2 separate regions of the Danio rerio genome follow, and region 2 is linked to region 1. Evidence: chromatin contacts called from public HiCAR-type data. All regions are on one chromosome and are shown on one strand. Each heading gives the region's core, a stretch centred on a gene start, on an enhancer-like site or on the middle of the called end of the contact. The rest is flanking DNA. Distances are from core to core; before and after follow the strand shown.

Evidence for each region. HiCAR-type assays count read pairs that join an accessible place to other places.
Region 2: a HiCAR-type map of caudal fin shows a contact between it and region 1, with 4 times the contacts expected there. The contact joins the promoter of cbr4 here to the promoter of slain2 in region 1.

Annotation. Positions count from the first base shown.
Region 1 is chr20:26,070,612-26,076,072 of GRCz12tu, forward strand. It overlaps slain2 (SLAIN motif family, member 2), which reads right to left and starts at 3,964. Exons shown (of 8, transcript NM_001044846.1): 1 at 3,301-3,964. The coding sequence starts at 3,761.
Region 2 is chr20:26,267,961-26,272,983 of GRCz12tu, forward strand. It overlaps cbr4 (carbonyl reductase 4), which reads right to left and starts at 2,266. Exons shown (of 6, transcript NM_205656.2): 1 at 2,173-2,266; 2 at 1,324-1,475; 3 at 1,130-1,250; 4 at 661-794. The coding sequence starts at 1,468. si:ch211-191d2.2 reads left to right here and starts at 2,832. Exons shown (of 5, transcript XM_073934101.1): 1 at 2,832-2,866. The coding sequence starts at 2,843.

The DNA of each region.
Region 1 (5,461 bases), core at 2,714-5,213:
ACTTTGATTTTATTTCAAAAAAAAAAAAAAAAAAAAAAAAAAAATATATATATATATATATATATATATATATATATATATATATATATATAAGAAGTTCATAAGAACAAATCTGAGATCATAAGTATTTTTTTAAGAGTTAGATTTAAAGAATTGCATTTAGCTGCACTGTTTTCGTAGTCCTTCCTCATGTCAATTCTGCAAATGTATTTAATTCTTTTGCAATATTAGATGGAAAGATTAGAAAAAGATTTAAGAATCTCTCATTTGCCATAGTCTCTCTTTAACATTTTTGTAGAAACTATATTTGGATAAAATTAAAAGCAAATACAGTTAAAGTTATTACAATGTACATTTAGTACTGTTACTTTTTCAGTATAGATAACAATTTGATTAATCCTTTGTAAAAAACTAACAGATAAAGACTATTGAATAACAGTGTAAGAATATTGCGTAGGTTGGAGTCAAATTTTAACACTACTCATCCTGCAGCACATCCTCTAATCAATGACAGATTTAATGCTGTTTGTCAAATAAACTGACATAAACCATTTTGATCAGTCAGAAAGGAGTAAGGAGGAATGGCACACAACCAAGTGGAGTATTTAGCAGGATTGATGCTGGTGAAAGAATCTGGCAGTCAGAATTGAGTGCATTTCTCCTGAGATAAACTTTTAGTATATGTGCTATGCAATGCTCACATCATCCTAACAGAGCAGATCTGACTTTGAGAACTGTGCACATACTCCTGCTCTTTTATTGATTCAACAATTACAAATTCATTATCTTCTTATCTGGTCAAGAGATTTGCTAACAGCGTGACTTGGAAATCATTAGTGACCCTAAACACCTTTAAATCTACAATACAACAAGCAAAGAAAAGATAATCTCATCCTTTATTTGCCGTGACTAAAAAGATTAAATCAATGCTGTATCCTCTTTGCTGTAATCAAGCTGTTTGACAAGTACATTTCTGTTTTACCAACTCTTGGTAGTGATCAAGTGTTAGCTCTGTTAGATCACTGATCTGTTGGACTCCAGCTGTTGCAGGGATTTCCCAGCATTTTGCTGCCACTGCAAGATATACAACTAAACCGGATCAAGTGTCCGGATTACAGCATTCTGAGTCTGTGAAAACTGACCTAAACCACAGAAAATCTCAGACACAGATTATAGCCAACACAAACAATGGATTACACTGATATATCAATCCACAAAAGATCAAAAAATGATAAAAGGCAGCTGTCTACGGGGACTGCAGGAGCCAAAGAGGATATATATATATATATATATATATATATATATATATATATATATATATATATATATATATATATATATATATATATATATATATATATATATATATATATTAAATAAAGAGAAATACATATTCTCAAAAGTTAGGAGTCAGGATTGATTGAAAAATAATAATTGATTGACTGCCAAGTAATTTTCCATATCAGCACATTATAATGTTTTTTTTTGACAGATAATGAGACACTTAAGACTAGAGTCAATCCTGCTGAATAAGCTGTCATAACTAGATGAAATAGAAGTAAATAAAGATTTACAACAGTCTGCATTGATTTTATCTAGTTGGTATTTTAAATGGGACACAACACTTTGGCTGCACATGAGTCAAATCGCAAGTTATTTCATTTAATATTATTTTTATATTTTAAATAATTAGCTTATGCTGACAAATAAGTAAAAGTTGGTTTGAAAAGTTTAAAGTCTTAAAAATGAATCCTCTTATGAATTATGCCTGAAAAACTTTATATTTGAGCTCACAAATTAGAACTGAAGCACATCGATGGGTGACACCATTTATTTTGCCACACTCATTTACTTATAATTATTTAGTTCATTTTTATTCATTCCAGTATTATAACAGAATTTGGACTTTAAACAGAGATCCATCTGCAGTTTAAATATTTTATTCTTCTACTTTTACTTGTTTTGTTAGAACTAGCAGACATACCTGTGGACAGCTGTTTCACACTGTTTGTTCAGTGCATCTTTGCTTGAGCACTGTATGCATACATTTACATTAGTAGCGCTAATTATCAATTGCATGACCTGCATGTAGATTGAGGAAAAAAGTTTTTCCGATTTGTTTTTTTTTTTAATGTAAATCTTTGTAATTATTTCTCAAAAAATCGTTTTGTTGACAAATTTTCCTTCAGTATAATTTATTGGTTTTTTTTTTTGCTAAAACTGTGGTCGTTAGGGATTTATATTATGCATAAAAAGTCTAAGAGTACTTTAAGAGGTAATGAAAAACAAAGACAAAAAATAAAAATAAACCAATTATATTTATACCAGTTGTTTCTGATGGTAGACTGAGGTCTTTTTGCATTAAATAGTCAGTCTGTGCAAAAAGTACATTATTGACAATATTATTATTTAATCCACAGCCTCTGCAAACAGTTCACCAAGTGGGCTTCTTCACATGCAATCTCACAAAGGGAACATCATTTGAGGTTAATAATATTGTAAATAATGTTCAGTTTCTTTCACAGACTGATCATTTCGCTTTATGACTTTAGGAGACAAGGAGTATTCATTTAATCTTGCCTTTATACATTTTTTTGTACTCTATATCCTAGAAAATAAGATTTTATGATTTAAATGACTTCTTTAATGTCCTACTGAAGAAAAACAAGTCATCTACATCTCAGTTTGTAATTTTGTGTGAATTATCCCATTAAATGAGCCATAAACAGTGTTGATCAAGCGGAAAGCTATGTACATCTTTTATGTACAATCATAGTCTGCTCCAGCATATCCGAGGCTTGAGCAGAAAGTAAATCTAGATGCAAATGCATCATGTGTGTGTGTGTGATTGTAATGACATCATTGAAGCATGACACCATGGCTGTCATTAGGAAGATGTACGAAGCACATCTTGCTTCTAAAATAACCTGAAGGACATATAAAAAAGAACAACACGTCAGAAGCAACTGCAAGAAAGGCCGTGGTACGAGCTGAATACATGCAGTCAGCAAACTGTTGCTCCCAAATGCTCAGACACCAGGCACTAATCATCAGATGACAGTCGTACTGCAGTGAATGCACTGAATAAAGCAACCCCAGCCCTTAGTCAGAGACAGGAGAGCAACAATGTATCAAGCGCATTCCACCAAACACGCGTCATTCTCTGTGTCGTCTGCACGCACACAACACACACACGCAGCTGCGCGCACCTGTCAAACACATGAACAGTGTGTGCGCGTGTCTGGGAGAGGTGATTTTCCTGTGATCGGGGTTAACACCTTGCACTGACAGTTTACTCACCAGCTGTCCTCCTCTTCGTACAGGCAATCCATGTCCTCCAAATCGAGGACCTCCACCTCGTCCAGCACTGAAGTTTCTCCGTCCTCGATATAATCCAGGGAATCGTTGTAATAAGACGCGAAACTCGTGTTCGAGGTGGTAAATGAACCGCTGTCACTATCATAATCTCCGTAATTGCTGCCGTGATATGATCGTCTGGGGCTCAGCCTGGAGTTCTTCAAAGCCTCATCGAAACCCCTCGATCCGCCGAACCCCACCCCTGTGAACCCGGCGAGTGCCGCTGCCGCTCCCGGGGAGTCAAACCCGGCGCTCACCGGTCTGGTGTTCCCGCCAGGGGAGGAAGAGGACAGTAAACTGGATCTGCTCCGGAGCTGCTCGTTCTGCTGCTCGAGTTTCTTTACTAAGTCTTGGAGCTTCCGCACCTCCAAGTCCGCGTTTATGTTTGAGTTGATATCCTCCATGGCAAAAGCAAAGGTCTGTCCGCGCGCGGGTTGTGTCCGTTAGGTTTGATCAACTACCGCCAAAGTCAGTAAGTTCGCGAGCCTCTGTCGCAGGGCCGTTAAGTGAAGCACTGTCAACGCCGCGGCTCGAAAGTAACTAATCGTATCGTCGTCATCTTCTCGTCGCACTCGTACACACGGTAAGCTCCGGCGCCATCTTTACTGTCCGCCAGTCGCTAACTGGGAAATCTTTGAGAAGCTAGAAGTGAAACGTCATCACGTGTCTCAGCGGGGACGAGCACGTTTTGGGAGCGACCCTTCCCTGAAGCAGGCACGCGCATTTTACCTCTGACACACACTCGAGCTGTTTTTCACTGTGTTGGAGAGTTTTTGCGGGATTTCCTACTTCTGTATGGTTGTTAATCATAACAAAAAGGTCTAAAATAATTTAATTTAGACATCTTTTTTCAGGTCACATGGGCGACGCAGTGGTGCAGTAGGTAGTGCTGTCGCCTCACAGCAAGAAGGTCGCTGGTTCGTACCGTGTTGGCGTTTCTGTGTGGAGTTTGCGTGTTCCCCTTGCGTTCGCGTGGGGTCCCCCCGGGTGCTCTGGTTTCCCCCGCAGTCCAATTCACAGTGAATTGTGTTAGGCTAAATTGTCCGTAGTGTATGAGTGTGTATGAACGAGTGTGTTGATGTTTCCAAGGGGGTTGCGGCTGGAAGGGCATCAAAAATGTAAAATCAAAAGGGCGTAAAATGTGCTGGATAAATTGGTGGTTCATTCCACTGTGGCGACCCCGGATTAATAAAGGGACTAAGCCGACAAGAAAACGAATGAATGAATGTTCAGGTCACCCTCTGGTTAAGTTGATCTGTCCTAAACTCATAGCTATGTCCGCATGGCAGTCAAAACAATCTGAATCAATGTCAAATATGCCTAGACTCATTGCACTATATTAAACGTTGTTTTGGTTTAATTTGGCTTTTAGAATTTGCAACTTTATGGTACTAAATAAAACTGTATTAAACTATGATGATCATACGTTGACCGTGTTTGACTATACCTGAAAATTAAATGTCACTTTCCAAACGGTCATACATCTTGAATATAAAAGTGAAAGTAAAAAAAAAACTTACTCAGTTTGTTAATGTTATTAAAAATGTGCAAAATAAATTCTGAAATATTTTTCCAAAAGTTTTTTACAAACAATTTGAGCTTTCACTATTGATTCTACAAGACATTTCCTATTTGTTTCCAATGTTGTCATTTTAACCACAATTAACATGCGACTATTATTTTCAAGATCATGTGACCTTTTTAATCCTGCCCATTTTATTTAAAATTTTTATTTTTGCATGTTCACATGGGAAGTACCAAACCCTTTACCATGTGTTTTCTTTCAGATTAGAATAAAAACAAACATTTTTTCCATAAAAAATGACCAAACAGCACCATAGTTAAAACATTCCTTGTTCAATTCATCTAGCTGAGCTAACAAACCACTCAAATAATAATTTTTATTTTAATAACAATCAGCACCATTTCCATATTTCTTCACAGCTCTTCAATAAAACACAACATGACTGACACCAACTAGAGCATTTCAGGATTAATAATATTCTATAGTGGCAACTCTGCATTAGAATCTTAAAATAATTGATCAGTCCTACTCAATCCTTCAAGTTCATGTTTGAAATGAAGTTCAGAAAGACTTGAGATG
Region 2 (5,023 bases), core at 1,016-3,515, 200 kb after region 1:
TTCAACAAGTCAAATAAAAAAAGATTGATTAGACAGTACAAGTACACTTGAGAATAATCATGTTGCTTCATTTTTACATAAATATATGTTATGCTAAATGACAATGATATCAGACACATTTGCTGACATTTAATTTTCACAAACATTGTGAAAGATAATATTAAACGCCTTATTTGCATTTTAATATGCTAATACTATTGTCCATTTTATTTGATGCAATTACGAATATGTTTTAAACTCTTTTACTGGACAAAAACACATACTACATATTTTTATTAACATTATTTTTGTCTAAAACTTTAATATATCATTATTCTGGCTAGTAAACATCAATAGGATCATAGAGCTATATATCCAACCTAACTGATGCAAAATAAATATTTCAACCAAAAAAAACAAACAAACATTTTTTTATATTCTGTTAATTACCCAAATGAAAAATTCGATTTCCATTGTAAGTCGTGCGGAAAGACGTGCTCAATCAGTGAAATTATTTAAAATATTAAAGCTGTAGCGCCATCTTGTGGTGAATTAATCAACACAAAATGTTCAGTTACTGATGCAGAGTCACTTTTTTCATCTTAACCTTGCTGTCACTTCTGAATTGAAATAACAAATAAGATCATCATAAGACAGTGTACATTGTGAAATATGGCTCACCGATGTTGACAATGGCTCCTCCATGACTGAGCATGTTTCGTACAGCGGCCTTACATGTGAGCATGGAGCCCAGCAGGTTAGTGTGCAAAACAGACAGCATGTCTTCAGATTTACTCCTCAATAATAGCGCATCTCTTTAAAATAAACACATATTCATTATTTTATTAGAGGAATAATGTGACATTTATCTTCTTCACTCCTATTTGGTCATGATCATTGACTAGAAGCCAAATACTGAAATTAATCTTCAATCTGTCACATGTATTTTCAAGATCACAATCTACATTGGTCACACTTTATTTTGATGGTCCGATAGTTGAATTTAAATTACATCTACATGCCAACTAATTTTCATTAGATTATAAGTACACTGTTAGGCTGGGGTTAGGGTTAAATGTCTGTTGAAATGGCCCATTAAAATAAAGTGTTACCTCTACTTTCTGCATTATTTCTTAGTATCCTGTCTGACCTGTTGATGCCAGCCGCATTGACCAGGAACCCTACAGTGCCACAGGTCTTATTGATGGTCTCAAACGCTTTCTGAACCTCTTCTTCTTTTGAGACATCGCAGCTTAGGCCCAAATGGTTTTCTGAAATTAAATGTATACTCCTGAATTAAACAAACACCTATTAAAGGACTCTCGGACATTTTAAAAGATTCACCTCCAGGGAGAGATTGAGCAGTGGCCTGTGCAGCTTCTTTATTCCTAGACAACAGCACAATCCTGTGACCCCTCTGTGCCAACAGCTTAGAGACTGCTCGCCCGATGCCACGCGAACCCCCGAACACCACAGCCAGCCTGGACATCCCCAGCCTATCAGAGAAAAACACATCTGCAGAATAAACACTGATGATGAGCAAATATCAGTATTGAGTGAGTAAAGGTCAACATGCAAATGAACATGGTGACTGTTCTTCAATTTAATTCAAGAAAAATACAAAATGATTACATATAAGTAATATGCATTTTTGACTGACAGTATGTTTACCACCTACAGTAATTCATCACTTATAGCAGAAAGTGTTGTCATAGTGCTAAAGTTTTGGGACAACTTTCATGGCTTTGCTGTAAGAAAAGTCATTTCTTATTCCCCATTAAAACTCAGGTCAAAATGAATGATGAGTTTTTTATTACTTTTTTGTGCATGCCATTTTTACGACATTGACATGCACAATTTTACATGTCAAAACGTCGTGTAAATTATTTATTAAACTATATCAGGGTAAAAATGTAATGGACTATATACAATGTTATATACAAGGTATCACTGCATTTTTATATACATACACACATATACCTATTTTTATAACATTGCTGGGGCTTTTTAAGTATAATCTGACATTCAGAAAACGATTAATAGAGAAATGTGTACAAATTAATAAATCAATGTTAATGAATTGCCATCACTTGTTAAAACACAACGCAAGTCGACGTGGTTAAAATATGCATAATTACAACTGATTAAACCATACGTTATTTAGGCATTCAGATGACAAGACATCGAACTCACGTTAATGTCAATTTCATACGCTAGTTTTTTTTCTTTATTGTTTGTCGCTAAAAGTGAACTGAAGATATGGACGCCGCCATATTGACTACACTGTGTACGGCGAGCCAAGAGGTGGAGCCAAACACACTAAAACGCCAATGCATACTACTAACGTATTTTAATATAAATAATATTAATACACATTTGCCAAAATGTTTATGCATTAAACATATTTATTACTCTGACTTTCTAGCTTGAATTGTAAACAAATAATATATTTATTATATGTCTGACGTGGGTTCAGAAAGCAAATTAACGTTACGTATAAGAAAAAATCCAGGGGCTTTAATAACGTCGCGTTTATATATCATAGACTGTAAAAGATAGGGTTAACTGCGGCTACTGCACAATTTTAAGACTGGACATTAATTACTATTTTTCATTATAATAAGAGAGGTTTAGGGTTGGGGTAGATATAAACCTTAACAAAACACAATAGGTTGGACCAACTCGTTTTGTTATGTCATAATTTTATCGATTTATTTCATCATGGTAGTATCAAGAGTCACTGGGTGAAGAAGCTATATATTTTTTTTCTTCATAATATTAATGGCGATAGCTAAGCAGTACTGTAGGGGGCGCTGTGGTAATTTTCTTCTACTGGACCGCCAAACCACTGAAGGAATAAACAATGGAGCCCTCAATGGAAACGATGGTGAGTGTTTGTTGTTCTACTATATGACGTTATACACCGTTTTATAAACAGCTGGAATAAGCCATGGCTAATAAGTGATTTCTATTATTTAAGCACCTTACATTGTTTTATTCGTAGCAAAATTGATGCTTAACTAACGGTAAAAACAAGTAGGCTAACAACAAGGTTGCTGTTTAACTGCACGAACACTTTTAAACAATGTTATTTGTAGTAAAACTGCTTTAAAAATATTCAATGTTATTTGTAGTAAAACTGCTTTAAAAATATTCAATTTCAGTAGCACTATGAAATATTTCACATTGATAGTAATATATATGTTGTACTTTGTTATTTTTCCTTTTATAAACATACCCTGTTATGAAACTAAAACACATTCATGACAATGCAAATGCATAAATATTATTAGAAATTATTGGAAATACTACAGTGTTTTTAAACCATACTATACAGTACATATGTACTGTGTATATATTATAATAAATACAACTGTTTGTTAATGAATGCTCCAGCATACTGTAGTATTAACTGCAGTGAACTGATGTAACATATATATTGTAGCTTACTTTGTTTTTTACTACAGTAAACAATGGTCTGTTGTTTTGTAAAATACCCATAGTTGTAGAATAACTACAGTATTGGGTCATTTGTTTATATTACTGTAGTTGTGTTACATGAGCAACTATAGAATTCTACTACAACAGCTTAATTGACATTATTTACTATAGTATGATTCAAAAAGTGTACATTACCAGAGCAGGGCTCGAAATTAACTTTTTTACTTGGTAGCACCGGTGCTCCCAACTACAAATATTTAGGAGCACCAGAAAAAATTTAGGAGCACCCACCATAAATGAATGAGCACCGCTGCAAATTGTTTTTAAGGGATTTATTGTATTTTAAAACAACATTAATAGGACTGACAAAAACCAGAAACAACTAACTAATGCTGCGAAGACATTGATATTTGTGTGCAATAATTCCAAAATGAATGTCTAATAATTAGGCCATAGAATATTAATGATGATAAAAAATGACAATAATAGTAATGAATTCCATTTCTCATTATGATACTGCCTTGAATGTGCATGAATGTAGGTAATCTGCTATAAAAAGTCTGTTACTTTATGAAAAATAATTGTATAGTTTGCATCAAACAAAAATGAAGCATTGCAGTAAGAAATATGTATTTTGTACTGCTGTTTTTATATGCATGTCAATTTAATAAATAATATTTCTGCTACAAAACAAACAAAAGATTATAATAAATCATTCAATTCAATGGTGAAAGCTGCAAAGCAGTCATCAGTAAATAAATTAAAAAAATAATATACAAATCAAAAAAGAATAGACAAAATAAATTAAGTAAAGTCTCACTTCTATCACTCTTTAAAAGTTTTGGTTTCAGTTTGTGTCAATTTAAAGGTTCAGTCTGAGCTGATTTTCATTTTTCTGTGTTAGTGGAAAGCAGGCGAGTCAGCCGACCTATTTTATGAGCAGGCAGAGCAGGATTCTTGCGCTAACCATCGTCGCAATACCGCTCTTTGTTATGAGCCGCAGTTTCAGTGTAAACTTAGTAAAGGCGAGCTTCTTCGGCGATGATATGTACAGTATTAGATTTGACTTTTAGCGGACATTTGCGCTGAACACGCAGTGAATGCAACGCATGGAGATTCGGGCACCTTCCCCAAGAAGCGCGTACTCGATTGATCTCAGCTGGCGGATCATTATTCACCACGTGACGTGTCATGATCGCTTTCATCTGCGCCTCAACTTTAGGTGGGGTTTGCAAACCTGTGTGCTTTAAGTTTTTACTCTTCAGCCATTTGTATTTCCCGTGGTCATAAAAGCTTCTTCCCTGTCATCTGACAGCGGAATACCTTGAGTGAATGACAGCTAATATGAACCAATATAGCGGCAGGGAAGAGCGATTCAGCACGTTTTTACAAAAAATCAAAACAGGTCGCACTACAACCATTATCTGCAGTCGCACTAATGCTCCCAGATATATTATGAGGTCGCATAGATTAATTTTCGGGCGCATATGCGACCAAAATGGTCGCAATTTCGAGCCCTGCAGAGTATTTTTTTTCTTGTGGGCACTGACAGTTTATATAATGTACATTATAAATGTCAGTATTTTACTTGCTTTCTGTGCAG